Linked DNA regions of Mus musculus: regions 1 and 3 are each linked to region 2. Evidence: chromatin contacts called from public Hi-C and HiChIP or PLAC-seq data. All regions are on one chromosome and are shown on one strand. The core of a region is the stretch at or near the end of the contact, and the rest is flanking DNA. Distances in the headings are between cores, read along the strand shown.

Region 1 (4,596 bases), core at 825-3,324, 260 kb before region 2:
ATTGTAATGTATGAAAACAAAAGCAGCAGCAAAAACACAGGCACTCGTTATCAGATCTGATTCTTATGTTGTTTTGTGGTCCAGAGCATCCTGGTTATTGTGGACTGACTAAACCTCAAAGATTCTTAGATAATTGCTGTATAAAGAGATATTGCCCAAAAGAGATATTCCAAAATCTTTACTATATTTTTTTTAATCAATGCATCACTGATTCTGCTACTATGAGTCTGAAACAACAGAAAGTTGCTCACAGCTTTGCATGCTGGAATTCAGAGCAAAGTATCAGCAGATTCTACAGCCCCTCTTCTTTAAGACCTCTCCCTGCATCTCCACATTTTCTTTCCTCTGGGTATGTTTAGGGTTTATTCAGACTTTATTTGCTATGATAAAACTACCTAAGAGAACAGCATTATAGGAGAAAAGATTTGTTTTGGCTGAGGGATTCAAAGTTTATTGGTAGGCACACTTTCACTGATCTATTGAAAGCAACATAATAATGTTGGTCACTTTGTTGTGGCCAGAATGCAGAGAGGAAGGAAGGGAGGAAGGAAGAGAGAAAGGAAGGGAGCAAGAGAGGGAGGGAGGGAGAGGGGGAGGGAGAGAAAGAAAGAAAGAAAAAGAAAGAAAAGAAATAGAGGGAGGGAGAGGAGGAAAAGACAGGAGAAAAGATGAGAGAAAGAAGGGGAAGAGGAAAGGAGGAAAGGAAGGGAATAGAAGGGAGCTAAGGTAAAAGACATGTTGTCTTAAGGACATGTTGTCTTGAAATGTACCCTAAGTGACCATTTCCTCCAACTATATCTACCCCTCAAGGTTTCCAGAACCTTCCAAAATAGAAGCACCATTTGAGAAACAGACTTTGTGTGTTGAGTCTATACAAACCAACAATATTTTATATCTAGATACCCATCACATTATGTTAGAACAAATTCTAATCTTATTTTACCTCAATTACCACTTTAAAAATCCTATCCACAGTATGGCAACTTCCCAAAGTAGTAGAGATTAAGATTTCAAGCATACTGAATTGGTGAGGGCATAATACTTACCCCAGGATACTTGCCAAGATACACAGTTGGAAAATTTAGTGTACTGGAATGTGACAAAGATAAGATACATTAATTTTAAGTTATTTGGTACATCTTTGCTCAGTGCCAGCTTTTTCAAATCTTGTTTTGTGCCAATTTGCTTAGCTTTCTTCCAATTAAATAAATAATAAACAAACCAAGCAGAGTTTATCAAAGCCCTTTGTGAGTCTTCCTCTATTTGCCTTTATGTCATTGTGCCTTAGAGGACAATAGTCCACCTAAAAACTACTAAAAACTTCACACAAATTTTTTAGTCCCTCTTTTGCAAAATTTACCTGCATTCTAATCTATTGTTCATTATTGATTATTTTTGCTTTTTAGACTAATAACAAATTATATTCTCTAGTATGACATCTGACTGAATTACCTCTCCAGAGCTGAATTTTCTATCCCACTCTCTGCCTTGCCCATTTAGAGTTATGAGGCAAACATGTCCCCAGCAATCATAAATTTCTGTTTCCTTGCACATGTGTTTTCCTGCCTGAATGACCTTGCTTCTTGCCCTCTAATCTTTGGTTTCTTATTTATATTGTCATCATTGAATGATGCCTCTGTCACGATGCATTTGTATCAGATTAAAGTCGTTGATTTTCCAACGTTCTTCATCTAAAGGGTTCAGAAAGTGTTGAGTATAAAGAGCAGACATTTCATAATTCAATGTCTAGAATGTGACACATAAAATGCTATTAACTAAAGATTTATTAAATAAATGACTAACATATGAGTTTATCGGTTGGCGGTGTTGGTGATAAGACTGCTTGGCAGCACATACTACACAGCGAAGCTGAGGAAATGTTTAGTTGTGGGATAAATGGGGAGTTAATGACTCTCTGAGTTCCCTTGTAAGAACAATAGATGCTGCATGTAGATAAGGGAAAAGAGAAAGATGAAATTTCTGAGAATTGTTTCTCCTCCTGAGACACTCGGGGTTCTCTGCCTTCCCTCTGCAGCTGTGAGCTTGTTTATGGTTGGTAGGATCCAGATGCTCACATGAAACCCTCCTTTGACACCTGAGGGCTTAGATTCTCAGATACTGTTGATAACTGTGACAACCACTAGGCAGCAGGGACTTTTATTCTCGACTTATTAAAATGGAGATGTGCTCCCTGGAAACTAAGTTGTCCATAACCTATATTTAAAAGGAAGGAGTGACGATTTGAGGGTAAATAACAGACAACTCTCTTCATACAGTTTGAAAGGCCAGTCTAGGTTCTGAAAATTTAAAGGCATTTTATCACAATTGACACTCAAATGTCGACATAAACTAATTTTTAAAAAATAAATAAAATAGTTATTTCTAACAAATCACAAGCCATAGATTTTCAACGAAAAGGCAAAAAGGGTCTCACTAGTTATAAATCTTCTTGGCTTTGTACATACATGGCAGAAAGCCCTTGACCCTCTAGTAATCTGGGAACATAATTCCTATGTAGAGCTCAACTTCACCATAATACCCCTTTAATTAATTGTGTCTCTGGGCAGCCCTATGTATCTGGGGAAGGAGACACCTACTGGGATACTGAGTTAATTCCCTGAGGCTGTCTTAGGCTCATTATCTCTTTCTTGCACATCTGCCTCTAGGTATCCCTGGAGCATTTCAAGTCAGTCATGATATAGGTTAGCATTCTGGCTTCCTCACTTGCCTCCTGAATGACATGACTGCAGGATAATCCCCAAGCATAGTGACTAGGGAAGCCAGCAAGTGTGCTTGGGAGACTGGTAATCCCCAGATAGATATATGTCAGCTCTTTCTCACTAATTAGTGAAGGCAGACAGAAGCTGTCTGGGTCTGCAGACCTGAGTTTCAAGAGTGTCATTTGAGATGAAGTCAGAGGACAGTGCAGAAGCTTCATATGAAAGCTTTGCAAAATGCTCAGAATGCCTCAGCCATGTCTCAGAATATATGCAACAATCAGTAATTATCGCTGAACATGTAACAGCCACTTGAAGTAGAAATTATTCTATAGAGAATTAAGACATATATAACTTGCTAAAGGAGTAGTTTAGTTTGAAGTATTTAAAACATACATACCATAAGCATTTAAATAAAAAAAAACTTTAATGAACACATTAACAAACATTGAACAAGCATATAAGTTACTGGAATAGAGAAATCCCATGCAAAATGGAGCAGTCTGAGACTTGCTGAGTAGTTATAAAGAAATCAACACAATCTACAAGATTCTAGCATTTGAGATATTTATATTTCTGAATGCATACTGTTCTAAGATCATTTTAATTCTTCTGTGTGATCATGACTGATTTCTCAATAAATTCCAGTACTCTGATCTGTTCAGCCTTTGTCTTGTCTACTTTTTATATCACTTATAGTGTCTAGTAAAGTGACAGGCAAAAGAAAGTGCAGAGTTGGTGGGGTGTTTTTAAGAATGGAAATAAGGCAGAGGAATAATGACAGGCTGGAGGCAGAGGAGGTAATAAGGTGGGAAAGAAGCTATAGATATTTTAGGTTTTTCTAGAATTGTATAGAAAGCATTTGTTGAGCCAAAATATAGGTAGTATTTTTGTGACAGTAGATATTATTAAAACATTCTTGATTTGGAAGCATTAAACTAGGGGTTCTCAACCTTTGGGTCACAACACCTTTTGGGTCAACTGATTCTTTCACAGGGTCATATATCAGGCTGCCCTTCAACTCACTCTATAGTCCAGACTTGCCTTGAACTTGTAATTCTCCTGACTCTGTTTCTCTACCTATTGGGATTATAGTATTTCACCACCAGACCCAACTCCCAAATGGGCAATTTCTAGAATAAAAGCCTTGTGGTTGAAATGGAAATCCTGATGGCTCTAACAATGGGATGCAAATGACAAGGATACAGAGTCAGATCAGTGGAAGTCTGAAGAGAGAAGAAAGAAACTGAGAAATGAAGAGATAAGAACAAAGAACATTCTTAGAGACCTATCTACTATGAACATCCTTGTTCCCAAACAGCGATGAAAGAGAGAGAGAGAAAGAGAGAGAGAGAGAGAGAGAGAGAGAGAGAGAGAGAGAGAGAGAGAGAGAGTTATAAACAAGTGGAATGAATAATGGCCTGAAACCTTTCCAAACTTTGCTGTGTGGTTCCATACATTTCTGTATATATGTGACTCACAGACCCAGAACTGAGAACAGGTAACCTAATATGATAGAAATCCAACTCCAAGTCCTTTCTGATTGAAGACTATTTAGGTATTTCTCATGTTTTTCAAAGATTATTTATGTCTTACTCTTGTCTTTCTGCTGATCTGTGGCTGAGTTTTACCAACTACATATTCTCTTTCTTAAAATATCAAATATAGAATGCTATTTGGCTCTGGTAATTTCCTCTATTTCCAGCACCTCCTGACAGCACGCTATCAGTGCTACATTAGTGATTACGTTGGTGGTAGCAGTTTCCCTCAAAGCTGGCTTTTTAATAGTTTAAAATCTCCAGTGACCTAGAAGAAATTGAGGCCACCTTTGAAAATCAGCATGAAATCTTTCAAGTTGTAAGCTCTTTCTACTTGCTGG
Region 2 (4,744 bases), core at 1,374-3,873:
GGGACCTGGGAGAGGGAGGCAGGGAGAGAAAATATTTTCTTCTTGTAAAAAATGGGGAGGGGACTGTTCAAAATTAGAGAAATGGGGGCAAGCTAAAAAGAAAAAGAAAAAAAAAACTGATCAAAAAAAAAAAAAAAAAAAAAAAGACTACATAAAAACACTGACTTAAGCCGGGTGTGGTAACGCACACTTTTAATCCCAGCACTTGGGAGGCAGAGGCAGGCGGATTTCTGAGTTCGAGGCCAGCCTGGTCTACAAAGTGAGTTCCAGGACAGCCAGGGCTACACAGAGAAACCCTGTCTTGAAAAAACGGGGGGTGGGGGTGGGGGGGGAACACTGACGTAAATGTTACCTCTCTCCTCAAAGATATAAAAATAATTTGAGTTGATAGGTACTAATGTTTAACTTGCATAATAACAGGGTCTTTTTGGGTTGGGTTTGGTTTGGTTTGATTTTTTGAGACAGAGTTTCTCTGTATAGCACTGGCTGTCCCTGAACTCTCGCTGTAGACCATGGTGGACTCGAACTCAAAAATCCACCTGCCTCTGCCTCCTAAGTACTGGGATTAAAAGCGTGTGCCACCACTGCTCTGCTTCTGTGTGTCTTTAACTGTTGGATTAGAGTCAAAAGTAGATTTATAGGTAGAGGCTATTCAGCTGTTCAGCTGTGTCCATCTTAGAGTTTTACACATTAGTCTCTCTCTCTCTCTCTCTCTCTGTCTGTCTCTGTCTTTCTTTCAGATTAACAAGCTAGATGGAGACTGTTGGATTTCAGCAAGCCCCCCCCACCCCCACCCCAGGGGCTTAAGTGCATATTTTACACATCAAGGCAGGCCTGACCTTCAGGTTCTTCCAGTATCCCTATGTCCCTACCTGGTGTACCAAACCTTGAACTTTCCAGCCTAAGGGTTGGGCTGCCCTTCCACCAGAGGCTCTTCCCTATATAATCCAGTCATTTTGGTCTCTTGTCCTTCCTTTTTTTTTGGTTTTTCGAGACAGGGTTCTCTGAGTAGCCCTGGCTGTCCTGGAACTCACTCTGTAGACGAGGCTGGCTTTGAACTCAGAAATCCGCCTGCCTCTGCCTCCCAAGTGCTGGGATTAAAGGTGTGTGCCACCACTGCCCGGCCTCTTGTCCTTTCTATCTTCAGACCTTCTCTCCATGGGAACTTTCAATCTCTTCCCCTTCTCCTCTGTCTCCCTTCCCAAGGCTGTTTCCCTGATCTGTGATCTTGCCTCCCCTGCCAAAAGCAGTTTCCAAATAAACCTGAGATATAGATAGATAGATAGATAGATAGATAGATAGACAGACAGATAGGTAGATAGGTCCCTGATCTGGCTTGAATTAGCTCATTTTACCGTGAAGGAATAACTTATCAGAGACTTCATATGATAAGGCGATGCAAACCTTTTCTCTCCCTTCTGCCTCATCTCCATGCTCAAATTTAGAAAAGAAACAATTGTAGACACCACCCAGGATTAAGCTAAACCCAGTCACCTGGAATTTAGTAAATGACTCCTTGTTGGAGGCAGGGGAGGTGGGATATATGACAGCATTTATTCTACTCACAAGAAAACTACAGTTCAGAGTTGAGTTTCTCTGTGCAACTCTGACTGGGGAGACCATAAGTGTCACTCTTCTTATCTGTACTACTGTTTTCCTATATCCGAGGCACGTGGAATGCCCCAGTCTTCATTTACTACATACTCACTGAGAGCCAAGTGTTAGGCATTGCGTTTGCTTCCGTCATATCCAAACACTACTGTAAAATGTGACAAAAGAGACAGGAAAAAGCTTTTGTATATCTCTCGAAATTCCTTAAACAAGGCGTCCAGAAATGTCAAGGAAAGTAGCAGATAAAACAGGCCCAGTTTGAAGTGGTCTCTTCCCACTACCTCACAGGGAAAGAAGGAGCGCCCCCATTAGAAAGAAAAAGAAAAAAAAAAGAAAAAAAAAAAAAAAGAAAAAAAAAAAAAGGCTAACTCCTAGAGTCTGAGCTCAGCAGTCAAGACTCTGAATTTTAAAAACAAGAACCTGTCAGACCTGAGTGAAGGGTCAAGAAAGCAGTTCTCCACTCGCTTCTAAGAAATCAAAGCAAATAAAACAAGTAAAAAACCAGGGGCGCGTTTCCTTGAACATGAGTTGTGAGATAATCAGGAAAATAAGTGTAAAGTTAGAAGTTCTCAGCAGCTCAAATTCAACTTAGCGGCCCTGGCTCTGATCCCCCAAGGGGCCGTTCGTCAGCTCTTAACTCTCCAGTCACCCAGAAACGCCGGCCCCAAGGCAAGGACTCAGGGACAGAAAAGGACAACTCGGGACCCTGGGAAGCCGCTTACCCATCACCGAGCAGTTAATGTCGCTTCGGGAACTTCTAGGGCCCACCTGGAACACCCAGGTGCCCAGCAGATCAGGGTAGGTGCAGTTGGCAGGAGTGTCGGAGCGCACGGTGCAGACTCCCAAAAGCACCAGCAGCAGGACGGCGCGCAAGGAGTGGGTCCAGGGACCCATGCTGACGGCGCCCGCGGAGCAGATGGCAGAGAAAGCAAGTTCAACTGGAACACCACTCGATGGCAGTCAGGCGACCCTAGTGGCTCCCGCCTTAAAATACCCAAGAGCCCGGAAACCCAGGGTCCGCGGGGCGGGGTTACAGGGTGGTGAGAACAGAATGAGGTGGGGGAGGAGCGGCGAGGCTGTGAGGACGGGGGCGTGGAGTGACTGAGATGTAGGGAGGGACAGGGTGTGACTAGGTGAGGCAGCACGAGGTGGCCTGAGGAAGTTAGTTAGTGACAGTGTAGGGTGGGGACAGGCACCACTAGGAGGAAGAAGGAAAGTGGCCTTTGGGGACCTCTGCCTTTCAAGGAACGCCAAAGCTGAGAACTCTGTAGCGGTGTTTTGTAATGCCAGTGTGATTAAAATAGAATCTACCCTGTGCAATACAGGGTTGACAAGAGTCTTAAAGTCTACTGAGGCTAATTCTCTTTCTCTTGTTTTTGGTGCACTTTCCTGCATTTCTGACTCCGTGGAAAAACTTTACTAGCTAACCTAAGATAGTCTTGAGAATTTCTGTTCCATTTACCAAATCTAGCTTTTTATCTTCAGGGTTTTCTTTGGTTTCCGGTCTGCCTGTTTACCCGAAGATTTCAATTGTAGTGAACCTTTACAGGTTGGGTGAATCTGTTTTGTTTTCCCTCCCTGGAACTTTATTAGGATTAAGTTGAATGGGGTGGGGGTTGCGGGTGACTGGGGTGATCACATTGTGATCACATTGCTCAAGCCCTTCTGTTTTCAGAATGAAAGCAAGAATTAGAGAAAGAGGAAGTAGCTTGCTCAGGATGAAGTGGTCTTCTGAGCTCCTGTGTCAGGCTTTCCCAAGGGCGAGCTGAAGGGAGCATAGTTGAACCTTGCCTCCTCTGTCAGTCTTCTTGCCTGCAATTGTTAAGTAGTAATCTTTAGCGAAGCATCCTGCTCTTGTGAGAGCTGTTTTGAGTTGCCTGGCTGTTGTTGGCTGGGATCATGATCATTCTGAGCTAATCTGAGAATACAGAGATGAACCAGGCAGACTTGATGAGCCTCTTTGACCTAGTAGGCTTGTGCACTTTGTTTCTTTTTAAACCCCATCCCACAGATCACAGATATTTATGTGCAGACTTTTTTTTTTTTTTTTCCACTGAGTACATGCAGTCCGAGGAAGCAATGTGGTTGAAGAACAAACCACTTCTGTCTCTGAATTCTGCTTTAAAAACACTCAGGCTTCTAAGCCTGAAGGCACACTTTGATAGGGGTCCTTCTTGATAACTAAGGGGCTAGAGTGTTCTTTCATATGAAACTAGGCTACAAGAGCTAAATGGGGAGGAGCTGACACCTTCTAGATCTCAAAAGCCTTTATAGGATTAAGAATTGACATTGTATAATTAAGCTAGCATTTTCTTTTAAAGGCCCCATTACAGATAGCATCACTTTCCTAAATTTCTACAGTTTGTCGTTGTTGAAACATTTTACTAAATGATCCATATCTTAGAGCTAAACGTGGGATCTGGGAATTCCTTTGATGGACATAATCAAAGTAGAACACTTACTTGTTAAAAAGAAATTAAAGCAGCCTTTCTAAAGTCAATGGCAAAGATTGTGGGTCACTTTGGATTAATGAATGCATCCTGATATTAGGAAATGGAGATTTAGAGAGTTGAATCACTTGTCAAATGTCATTGCCAGTTAGGGAGAATCAGCAAGAAACATGTGCAAGTTGCACGCCCCAAAGTTTAGTATATGTTGAGTGATATAAGATAATATGAGTTTCTAAGCAATACACACTTGTCCTTGGGCCTCCGAGATGGTACTGTATAGTGTGGCTCAGGAAGTGTAATTCCAGTGCCAGTTTATAAACTAAGTTATGCAAGTTTCTGAGTTTTACCTTATACCTCTGCCAAACCAGAGAATGTTGAAGTAAATTCCAGCATTTCTTTTCAGCAGTGTATTTTTTAACAGTCTTTTAGATGATACAAAATCAATTTGAAGTTTAGGGAGCATCTTCAGGAACTTTCTCAGACTTGAAGTCTGGCTGTGGCACAATCTGTAGATCTGTTACTGTCTTTTGCCTTTCTTCTTCTTCTTCTTCTTCTTCTTCTTCTTCTTCTTCTTCTTCTTCTTCTTCTTCTTCTTCTTCTTCTTCTTCTTCTCCTTCTCCTTCTCCTTCTCCTTCTCCTTCTCCTTCTCCTTCTTCTCCTCCTCCTTCTTCTTCTTCTCTTCC
Region 3 (4,168 bases), core at 1,068-3,567, 450 kb after region 2:
GTTAAAGAGGCAGTCTTAGTGGAGTGGAAAGAGCAGAGATCTTGAAATCAAAACAACTAGCTTTGATGCCTAATGCCATTTCTGAGTGTGTGACCTTGGAGAAACATCACAGAACTGTGAGTCATAGTTTTCTTGAATTGAGTAAAACTAATACATCAGAATTTGAAAATACTTGTTCAACTACAAATAATTGTATATATTTATAAGTGTGCTTACATTGTTCAGTAAATGCACAGGATATGTATTTTAAACTTTTACTTAAGTATAAGGAATACATAAGTAGAAAATACATAAATTCTCATTTAGTTACAAATTTATTTAAATCTATTTTTATTACCCTAAATGACAAATTCATACTTCTTGCAAGATAGAATGCTAAGATCATATCTTATTATTCATTTTATTATCTTATCAGTCATGTCTTAGAAATGAGACAATTCATTTTGATTTTGGCTTTTCATACTTTGCCATTCAGTCTTATGCAGAGTGGCAAGATGGCCCAGTAAGTGAAAGTGCTTGTTAATTCCCCAGAATGCTCAGTGAAGAAGGGAACCAACTCCACACATTGTCCTCTGACTTCTACATAGACGCCATGGCACTCAAGCTCACACACATATTAATTAAAATGATGTCAAGATGAATAAAGTTTACTGAAAATAAAAGTGATGTAAAGATTGTTTGCTTAAGTCATTCTATATAAGTTCACAAGGATTTTCATAGAATGTTTAATTCCTTTTTAGTACCCTTACAACAAGATTGAAATGTATGTGTGAACAGTCAGAAAGATTTATTTCCTTGCTATTTTGATCGTTACCTCTCCAACCCTGTGTGTTTTACAAAGATCACTTTGGTCAGTTGATTTCTTTGCACAGAAAGATTAGAGAAAAAGCTACAGCATGAAAAATGTATTTATTCCTGCTTCTAAGATTTAACCCAAGATCTTAGCCAAGTAGCCTTGTCTTGTGCAAATTGCCTAGTTTACTATTGAAATGCAGAAAATAGATTTTAATTTGATGATTTGTTGAGAAAATAAGGAAACATGCACCATATTTAGTCAATGTTTTATCAATACCCACTGCTATTCTCACTTTTCTGTGCTTTTACCATCTCCCTTTCCTCTCTCAATTGGTATGAAGTATTTCTCCATAGATCTTTTATAATCATAGATCTCTAAATATATACTCAACTGGAAAATAGAGCCAACAATGAGAAATGGGAGGCTGGTGCTGTCCTGTCAGCAGTGCTTTTCTTGTCTTACTAAACAATACAACTTCATACAAAGGAGGCAAAATTCTCTTCATCATATACACAGGAAACAGCTAAGAAATAAACAAAAGTAGTTGTGACTTCCTGCAGATAGCCATTAGTGTATAAAGGGAGTTTCTCAGCAGAGGTAATGATCTGATGACCTCAGCTATGGTCATGGTCCCAAAAGGTCTATCACATCAGTGTTAAAATGACCATAAATACCAGGACAATTAAGCATCTATCTTAAGAATGCACTAGGAAAGAGATGTTCTACATTTCTGAAAGCAAGTCATTTGAGAGCAAGAGAGAGAGAGACAGACAGAGAGAGACACAGAGAGAGAGAGACAGAGGGAGAGACAGAGAAGAGACAGAGAGAGACAGAGAGAGACAGAGACAGAGAGAGATAGAGAGACAGAGAGAGAGAGACATAGACTCAGCGAGACAGTCAAGGAAGGCAAGGAGGAAGGGAGGGAATGAAGGGAGGGAGAACATTGATTTAGGCCTCTTTAACTTACTGGCATGTTCTGTATTAAGAAGGATATGTGTAATTCTTTTGTGCTTTCTGAATTTTGGGATATTTTCTAAGTAATCAAAAGGAAAGAGAGTACTGAAGAAGAGAGCAGCTTGGTGGTAAACTCCATTGCCTAAGGGCTATGGCTGTGCCCTGGAACAAACTCAAACAAGGATCCCTAAGCTTTCAAACCCTTGTTCTCCATAGTGTGGAAATGGCATCCTGAGTTACTCTGTTCATCTTTCAGTAGTAACCAGAAAATTTTTTGATTACTTTTTTCCAAGTTACTGTAATGATAGCTCAAGTGATTATCTGCCTCTTTTTATATCCCCAAATGAACTTCAGTGCTCTGGTTTTGCTACTGATCCCGTTTTTTATCTGCTGGGACCCTGTTACTTTCAGGCTAAAATTTAGCTTAACAACAAATGGCTTCAATTTTTGAACTCCTGTAAACAGAGTAGTCTCAAGAGCAAAGAATCCAACCATGAAGTAGTACCACCTATGTACCAGAGATGACAGTGAAGGAGTAAGTGTTCCCAATGAAAACAGGAACTGAAAGACCAGTTAGTGATTCACACATTTTAAGAGGCACCCAACCATGGATAGAAGCTGCTGACAGCTGTGGTTGAATTAGGGGAAAGTTGGAAGAAGCTGAGGAGGAGGGTTACCTGGTAGAAGAACCAGCAGTCTCAATTAGCCTGGACCCCTCGAGATCTCTCAGACACTGGACCACCAACCAGGCAGCATGCACCAGTTGATATGAGGCCCCAAACACATATGCAGCACAGGACTGTGCTGGGTCTGGGTTTAGTCAAGAGAGGATGCACCTCACCCTCAAAAGCCTGGAGGCCCCAGGGAGTTTAGAAGTTTGGTGGGGTGGGGGTTTGGGACATCCTCCTGGAGACAGGGGTTCAGGGATGTGGTATGGGATGTGTACCAGTTGGAAGGTGGACCTGGAGGCGAATAAAATTTGGAATTTAAAATAAATAAATAAAATTTAAAAAAAGCACAGTGGGCTAAACATGAAAGTCCCCCTTCCTTTAGGAGACATAATGAGTGGAGGGTCTACATTTATTAAAATGACATGGGGAAATTTAAGAACAGAAATATTCAAATAAGACACTGAGGCAGCAGGAGACAAGTGCAATCTGCATATGAACATTACAGCATCTGCTTAAATACCCTACCTCTGATTTTTCTGCACGATGAATTTATTTTTCATCCATGGAGACAAAGATGTGGTGAGAAACTGGTTAATGAACAACCAATTCCTAACTGCTACATACATATTATTATAAAACAATTCATGAAGGTTTTCTCACAGAGATGCATTTGCCTTTAAATGACTCATACATGGAAATTATTTTAGTGGCTATTATTTCATTTTTTTTCATATTTTTTTAAAGTGATAAAAAATGCCCTCTCTCTCAGACTTGTAGAAAACTTAAGTTGCTTAAGCAACTTCATATAATATATTTTGTGAACATACAAAGTCTTAGATGTTGAGAATAAAAGAAAAAAGAACCAATCTATGCTTCCGGAGAATTTATTTTAGAAATGTTGGATGTTGTCCTTGTTAAAGAAAATATAATTTCAATACATTTTACTTAATAAATTACTTTATGGATTTTTGTTTTTTTTTAAATTATGTAATATCATTTATATTTTTAAAGAAAGAAATTACCATTAGTACTTTATTCATGTTTTGATGTTTTCTTATTTCTGAAGAGTCTACATGTTCTCAATTACTGTTAATGTTGATTGGCTTTTTGTTCTGTCTTCAGTGTTATAGGACTTCTCTCAGATATTTAGTGAGAGAAATGGCCCTTCAGATTTCTAGACAAGCATATTATTAATAGTAGAAAATCAGTAGATTTCAGTATGGTTTTTATCCTTCTAACACTTAAAGTGTTTTTTTTTTTTTTGGTTTGTTTATTTTATTTTCTATTTTAATTAATTATTTAGTTATTAAGTATTAATTAATTAATTATCCACATCCCATACCTCCATCCCATGGATGTCCCCACACCCCACACAACCTGACCTCTAAACTCCCTGGGGCCTCCAGTCTCTTGAGGGTTAGGTGCATCATCTCTGAATGAACACAGACCCAGAAGTCCTCTGCTGTACGTGTGTTGGTGGCCTCATATCAGCTGGTGTATGCTGCCTGGTTGGTGGTCCAGTGTTTGAGAGAACTCAGGGGTCCAGATTAATTGAGACTGCTGTTACTCCTACAGGCTCGCCCTCCTCCTCAGCTTTTTTTCAGTCTTTCCCTAAATTCAACAACAGAGATCAGGTACTTTTGTCCATTGGTTGGGTGCAACTATCTGCTTCTACCTCTTTCAGCTGCTTGTTGGGTCTTCCAGAATATGCAATCTTACTAGGTCCCTTTTTGTGAGTTCTCCACAG

The links. A called contact is a pair of places that touch in the nucleus more often than the background predicts. HiChIP or PLAC-seq counts read pairs in DNA pulled down with a chosen protein or histone mark.
Region 1: a Hi-C map of DN3 thymocytes shows a contact between it and region 2, with 2.8 times the contacts expected there. The contact joins the enhancer-like site here to the promoter of Ctsc in region 2. A contact is called at or near these places in 3 of 39 promoter capture datasets (the HPC-7 cell line, HPC-7-derived erythroid cells and hippocampal neurons), 3 of 484 Hi-C or Micro-C datasets (the AML12 cell line, DN3 thymocytes and myocytes) and 2 of 115 datasets of contacts at active chromatin or transcription factors (embryonic stem cells and large pre-B cells).
Region 3: an H3K4me3 HiChIP or PLAC-seq map of the 230-238 cell line shows a contact between it and region 2, with 2.7 times the contacts expected there. The contact joins the enhancer-like site here to the promoter of Ctsc in region 2. A contact is called at or near these places in 2 of 39 promoter capture datasets (cranial neural crest and hippocampal neurons), 1 of 484 Hi-C or Micro-C datasets (large pre-B cells) and 3 of 115 datasets of contacts at active chromatin or transcription factors (the 230-238 cell line and large pre-B cells).

What each region holds. Positions count from the first base shown.
Region 1 is chr7:88,534,434-88,539,029 of GRCm38.p6, reverse strand. No RefSeq gene overlaps it. Among named protein-coding and RNA genes, the nearest start is that of Rab38, 110 kb to the right of the region's middle. Within about 2 kb of position 2,074, at least 8 of the 459 cell types and tissues checked have an H3K27ac peak or open chromatin away from gene starts, as enhancers often do. A contact at or near this core is called in DN3 thymocytes, where this site is marked.
Region 2 is chr7:88,275,964-88,280,707 of GRCm38.p6, reverse strand. It overlaps Ctsc (cathepsin C), which reads right to left and starts at 2,623. Exons shown (of 7, transcript NM_009982.5): 1 at 2,334-2,623. The coding sequence starts at 2,505.
Region 3 is chr7:87,823,335-87,827,502 of GRCm38.p6, reverse strand. The region is part of intron 4 of Grm5 (glutamate receptor, metabotropic 5); the gene reads right to left. Among named protein-coding and RNA genes, the nearest start is that of Grm5, 240 kb to the right of the region's middle. Within about 2 kb of position 2,317, at least 16 of the 459 cell types and tissues checked have an H3K27ac peak or open chromatin away from gene starts, as enhancers often do. A contact at or near this core is called in the 230-238 cell line, where this site is marked.